Regions from separate parts of the Arachis hypogaea genome. Here region 1 is linked to region 2. A link is a contact called in public Hi-C data. All regions are on one chromosome and are shown on one strand. Each heading gives the region's core, a stretch centred on a gene start, on an enhancer-like site or on the middle of the called end of the contact. The rest is flanking DNA. Distances are from core to core; before and after follow the strand shown. Region 1 holds the start of LOC112743680 (dnaJ protein ERDJ3A). Region 2 holds the start of LOC112743677 (ERBB-3 BINDING PROTEIN 1).

What was found. Hi-C and Micro-C count contacts between places; a contact is called where the count stands out from the background.
Region 1: a Hi-C map of leaf shows a contact between it and region 2, with 2.0 times the contacts expected there. The contact joins the promoter of LOC112743680 here to the promoter of LOC112743677 in region 2. A contact is called at or near these places in 2 of 8 Hi-C or Micro-C datasets (leaf and an unstated tissue).

Annotation. Positions count from the first base shown.
Region 1 is chr14:110,256,868-110,260,385 of arahy.Tifrunner.gnm2.J5K5, reverse strand. It overlaps LOC112743680 (dnaJ protein ERDJ3A), which reads right to left and starts at 1,817. Exons shown (of 7, transcript XM_025792979.3): 1 at 1,496-1,817; 2 at 727-782; 3 at 546-619; 4 at 1-340. The coding sequence starts at 1,597.
Region 2 is chr14:110,104,446-110,107,674 of arahy.Tifrunner.gnm2.J5K5, reverse strand. LOC112743677 (ERBB-3 BINDING PROTEIN 1) reads right to left here and starts at 1,767. Exons shown (of 10, transcript XM_025792974.3): 1 at 1,550-1,767; 2 at 1,283-1,403; 3 at 1,022-1,106; 4 at 717-866; 5 at 466-619. The coding sequence starts at 1,373.

The DNA of each region.
Region 1 (3,518 bases), core at 568-3,067, 150 kb before region 2:
CCCCCAAACTGACTCCCACCACCTCCTCTGCCACCGCCAAAAAAACTTCCAAAAATATCATTCAAATCGAATCCAAAAGAACCGCCAGATCCACCGGACCCACCACCACCAGGCCCACCAAAGGAAAAGGAGAATGACTTCGATCCTCCTCCTTGCCCACCCATACCCTGCCAGTCCCCTGGTCTGAAGTTGAACTGGTTTTGTCCCGGTCCACCACCCGTGAAATAAGAATATCCACCCTGACCTCCAGCTTGGCCAGCTTCAAATCCAGGATGTCCTTTCTCATCACCATACATGTCATAATTCTTCCTTTTCTCCTCATCAGATAAAATCTCATACGCTGTTGAAAAGGACGAAAAAGAATATTAACATCCCAAACAAAAAATGTTTCGACAAAGAAAGCAAGCAAAACAATAAAAGACTATCATATAATGAAGTAATGAACAACGGTATCAAATCTTTGTTTCAGTATGAGCCTCTTTTTTGAGGTGCGGCGTGTCTCTGTGTCTGTGTGTGTCTGAGAGAGAGAAAGAGACTTTGTGTACCGTTGTTAATCTGAGCAAACTTCTCTTGTGCACCCTTGGCTTTGTTCTTGTCAGGGTGATACTGAAGAGAGAGCCTGAAAAGCAGGAAAAAGAAAATGAACCAAAATAAACAAAGAAAATCAATCATATGTGAAAATGACAAGCATCAAGAACAACATCGACATCAGAGGTGTGAACATACTTGTGGAAAGCCTTCTGAATTTCCCTCTGACTTGCATTCTTATCAACCCCAAGAACCTGATGAAAAACATTAAAATTCAGTTTATGAACACAATCAACATTAATAATCAAACCTTTTATTTTTGCTTGGAAAACTATCTCGATTCTTTCTCAAAGACAGCTCCAAACAAATAGTTATCAATGTACATATTCAAAATAGAAGACAATAACTTGCTTCTTGCAGCCTTGCAGGTTTATACTCTCAAACCATACAAATACATAAAAATTCAGGTTTTCGTTGCAACTAAAGACAATGACTTGAAAAAATGAATATTCAATTCAAACATCCAAAAGTCACTCATTAGAACTAGCTTAACATTGTTTTCTACAGTCAAACCAAGAAAAACAGAGAGATTATCCAAATTCTTGTAATGCGGATCAAGACTACAAGCGAAAATCAAATTATGGCATGGAAAAAATCCAATTTTGCAAGTTCCAACCCCCAAATTTCATCGATTTTAGATTAGCCCCATATTTAGTATCAAATAGCAACTAGAACTAAAAGGCAAGATCATAGAAAGAAAAAAGTATATATATTGCCAAGCATGCAACGATGCAACTACATCACCAATTATCCACTTGAAAGTTGAAACCCCACAATAATGACTAACCCCTGCAAAATTAACACCTTTTGCACCAGTTTTGTTCCTGTAATTTATCAAATTCTCGAAAGCCCTACTTTTGAGAACACTCAATTGAGGGGAAGAAAAAAAGAGGAGTGCGAAGCTAACCTTGTAAGGGTCGATGGCTTTGGCTTCGATTTTGAAGCACGCGAGGAAGCAGAAGAGAGTGACCAAGACGCAAATAACCCATTTGGATGAACGGGTCTTCATACCCGGATCGGTATATTCGACGGAGACTCTCTATTCTTGTGTGTGGCAATGATTCAGAATCGTGAGAGCCTGCGTTTTCTTTCTTTCGTTTGTCTTTTTTCTTTAATTTCAGATGAAAATAATGGCGATTAACGGTGATGATGACGGACGATTAAGAAGCTTTGGCGGTTAAATAGGTTCGCGGGGGAGAAAATCTAGATACTTCGAGGTTAAGGGAGTTAGCCAGTTTTAGATACACGTGGCTATTTTATTGGGACACCAGCGCATATCAACCAATCAGATTTTAGGATTCTTGTATATTTTCATACAAGACTAGCAACTTATCGCGGCTACGTGACAGTAAGCACTAAGCAAGTCTAAATGGGTACATATGTGTAAAATCATGTCGCTTTTTTTTTTTTTCCCCTTCTTTCTTATCTTTTCATGCGCCTCTTTTGCTTTTTGTATTGGTGCTGTAGTTGCTATATTTTATTTGTTTTTTCGTCGTTTTTTTTTTTTTTTGATATTGCAGTTATTTTTTTATTTAATTTTTTTTTTATTTTTTTAAGATAATAAAACAAAAAATAATAAAAATATAAAATAAAAAAAGAAAGATAAAAAAATAAAAATGAAAAAGAAGACACAGAAGATATAGAGGAATAAGAGAAAGAGAAAAAAGAAAAATTTTAAATTATATAGAATTTTATAGAATAAAAAATATCAAAATCTTTTAATAATATCAGACCGATTTTTAAGTTTTGGTATCAAAATTTTGTTATAAATATACAAAAATGTCTTTTTTAATGCTGTATTTTTTTTATTATTCTTTTTTTTTTCTGTTACTCTTATTTCTTTTTTTAAGAGTATTGTTTCTCATATTAAACTTGAATGAACATGTATATATTGTATTGAATCTTATTTAATTGAATGAATGTAGGTTTCTCTTCTTTTTACTGATATTGCAGCATTATGTATTTTTTCTTCTTTGTTTGATGTTTTCTTATTTTTATTCTTGTTAAGAGAATAAAACAAGAAGAATCATGAGAAGGTAAAACAAGAAGGATAAGTTGAACAAAAAAAAGATGATGATGATAATGAAGGAGGAGGAATTGTTTTGAGTTATTATTAAGTAAACTGTGCTTGTTTTGAATGGAGTTTGTTTGTATGTCGTTATTATTAAGTAATTTCGATGTATTTTGGATTTAATTTTAATGAATTCGGAATTTAATTTCGGTGCATTTTGAATATAAATAAGGTGCACTTTTGGTCTGAAATTGTTTTGAATTGAGTTTGTTTGTGTGTCCTTATCATTAAGGAATTTCAGTGCATTCTGGATTTGAACTGTTATACATATAAGAAAAAGACGACGATGATAATAATAACCATGATGGAGGAAGAGGAGAAAAAAGAAAGAAGAGATGGAAAAATTCAAATGAGAAAAGAAAAAAGAGAAGGAGGAAGAGAAGATAGAGGTTGTGGTGTGATAATGGTGATGACGATGACAATGAAAGAAAAAGATGGGAAAAAAAAGAAGTAGCAACATTAGTGCGGGAGGAGGAGGAGGAGGAGGAACACGAAGAGTGTGGAAAACGGTTATAACAACTTGGTTGAATTTGATTAAGTATTTTACTTTTTTTTTTACCAAAAATAGGAGACTCGAACCCGCAACCTCTTAATTGAGTATGGGGAGACTATGCCATTTGAGTTATTACTCATTGGCGATTAAGTATTTTACTTGGTTGTAGAGTTTTATTCTAATTAAATTAGTTTCTAAAAATCACGATTAATTTAGTCTTTGTAAAATTAGATGTCTTAAATAAAGAGTTTAATTTTGATAAAAAAAAATATTTTATACGGTCATCCAATTTTATTCGTTCATTTAGATTTTTTGTTTTGATAAACAATAGAATAGTAACGCCTAACAGAGAAAATAAATGTTTTG
Region 2 (3,229 bases), core at 518-3,017:
AAGATAGCAAACTTTTGAATGATGGTGCATGATAAAATCCATCGGTGTGACAAAACCGTATGTCTAATATGCTTGAACTTGAAAGCAATTTTACTCAAGTGTATACTAAAAAGTTAATCAAGTAACTCTAGCTGAGATTACACAATGAAAAGCATACATGACCTCTATCAGTGTAACTATGACAATGAAGCTTCATTGGAGTATATCCATGGCTCATGATATTTTTCATCCTTTAGAGATCAATGAACCCCCTTGAAAGAGAGATTTAAAAATAATCTAATTTCATGCATATTTCAATAAGCTGAATTGCCTATGTAATCTATATTATAAATATAGAATAGTAAACAACTTGTGTTCAACATAAGCCAGTGCACTGGAAAAATGAACATAATAGTCCGAATTATAGAGCACAGAATAAGAATCATTTAAGATTTCTAGAGATTCCTATAAGGTGCACCTAGTTACCTTCTTTCCTGGCCTTACAAGTCTTAAGGCTACTTCGGCAGCAGTGTTTGCAGCTGTGATAACATCAGCTGCCCGTCCTGTAACTGGGCCATCCTGAAGCACATGTGTGTGTGCCACAGCAGCAATGAATCCATCTATATGACAAGCCATATCACTGGGAAAAAATGCGGAAAAGATAAATTAGCATTAATAGCCAAAACCAATCTCCCACCATTCTTAACAAAAGTATTCTCCAAACATCTCTCTCTTACATTTTCAATATATCACCTCCTTCCAACACCGCCTCATCGCTTGCTAGAGGAGAGAAATGACAGACTGTATTGTTTACAGATATGCAGGTTGGAAAAGCAACGCCTCTCTCAATCTTTCTCTTAACATTCTTGTACACATTACCAGTTTGCCTTCATTAAAAGAAAAAGGGAAAACAGTTGAACACTAAGAACCATAATACAAAAAGAGAAACTAACACAGCTATTACATACAAATATGAGAAATGGCACAGAACATTGAACATTGCTAATTCCATTGAATTATAAAAGAGAACATATAAGCTTACTCTCTAATGTATGAATCTCCTTTTTCGCAAATGTCCACAATCTTGGCCTTCGGTTTACATTCTGAGACCACCAACTTCAAAGCCTCTGCTCCCAAAAACACAAGGCATCCATTATTACCAACATAAAAAAAAGGAAAGAAAGAAAAAAACACAGGAATTGGAAAAGAGAACGGTATCTTAATAATTCAACATATTCATGTATGAAATATATAGAATAATTTAAAAAAATTTAAAAAAAAAATAGAAGAGTGAGTAACGCACTGTTAACGATCTCAGCCGCAGTCTTGTATTTGGTGACAACTTCAGGAGAAGAGAGATCCAACTCCTTCTCCTCCCTTTCATCATCTGACATGGTTGCTTTCTTGTTCAATTGTTCTCACTTCTGCCAACAAATAAAAAACACAGAGAAAAAAGGATATCATACATTTGCCGAATTCGATAGTGAGAAAAAAAACTAAAATTTGCAAAGAAAAAAGTTAGACGGAGACTAGAATTTGTGAAATTGAAGAGTTTTGGAGAATCACTAACAGCGAAGGGTTTGGTGGCAGTGAAGAACGAAAGGTAGGGTTTTAGAAGTGAATGGAACGGTGTGCAAGTGTTAGAAAAGCAGAGAGGTGGCTGTGGCTCGGTGCAACTAGGGTTACACCTTTGCAGATCAGCTTTGGCTTATATAGGATTTTTTCATTTTCATTACATTAAAATTACTATAAACTTATGTGTAAGGGTTTATCTATCCAAAAATGTCATTAGCTGATTGGCTCCTATATTATTATTATTATTATTATTATTATTATTATTATTATTATTATTATTATTATTATTATTATTATTATTATTATTATATATGTAATGTGTAGTGATCTAAGAAAAAAATGCTACAACTGCAAGACATTAATTTGAATATCATGTCGAGTTTTATAATATTGTACAATAATTATGGTTGTGTTTGTCTAAGATTCTAACAAACAAAAAGAAAAGAAAATATCTTCTTATAATTTATATTGTATATAATTAACAACGTTGAAAACATTTTTTCTTGATTAATTTTTATTCCATTTAAATATGGAGAGATTTGGTTACTTTTTTATAAAATATACAAGTACTAAAAATAATTTAGTAAAAAATATTATTAATAAAAAATAAAGAAGTTGTTCTGTGAGTTACTTGAAATTGGGTTTGTATTTGGACCTGTATGTGAGGTCCAAACTCCTTGTGGGACAGCGTCCGACCTATGTCAGGTAGCCGTCATCCGAGTTTTTCGTGAGGAAATAGGGGTAGTACCTGCAAGATACTCCGATTCTTAAGTCAGCAAAGATATAAGCAGATTTATAGTTGATTGTCTTAAGCATACCTGAGAGATATTAGTGTATTTATAGGTGATGAGCAAATAATTACCGTTGGAGTGGTTCTATTATTGGTGATGGATAACCGTCCTCTTTATTTAGGGCTGCTGAGATCTCCCTTGAGATAAATGAGAGATAGTGGGGTTAGTTATAACTCTTTTAAGGGAGATTTATCACTTTGTAATATTATGTTCAATCTCTTTGGAAGCCGGCTACTCAGTGACTGTCTTCTAAACTTTCTCTAATTTGGACCAAGTTTGAATTTTAGGTTAGAGTATGAACAGAAGTACATTCCCAAAATTTATAATCATGTCAAAAGAAAAGGTTGAATAATGGCTTAATTTAAATTTATGCATATTTAGATAAACAAATTAGGTAAAATGTTAAAAATTTTCTAATTTTATTTTACAATAATAAAAAAGATAAATTTATGCAATGGCACATAAATATTTATATCTCATTTTTTATTTTGTGAAAATTTGTATACATATTTTTTAAAAAATATCTTATAATATTTTTTTTGGGTATCAATAAAAATTTACCTTTAGATTTTCTGATTATAGAAATTCTAACATCATGTCATAAAATCACTTTTTAAAAAAATTAAGTTGATAAAAAGAATAACATCAATGATTATATCTCTTAAAAAAATAAAAAATATGTAATTAACAATATACCTTGATTGAAATAACAATATCTAATTCTCACATTGTTAGCTTAAAAATTTTGAGATTTGTACACTAATTTAAAACAAGTTACAAATGCCAAGAACAAAATCTAGCTTCTAAATAATTCAATGGTCATCGTATCTCTTTTGTCTTTTTCAAGCTACTAGATTATATTAAATGAGTAATTAGCAAATCAG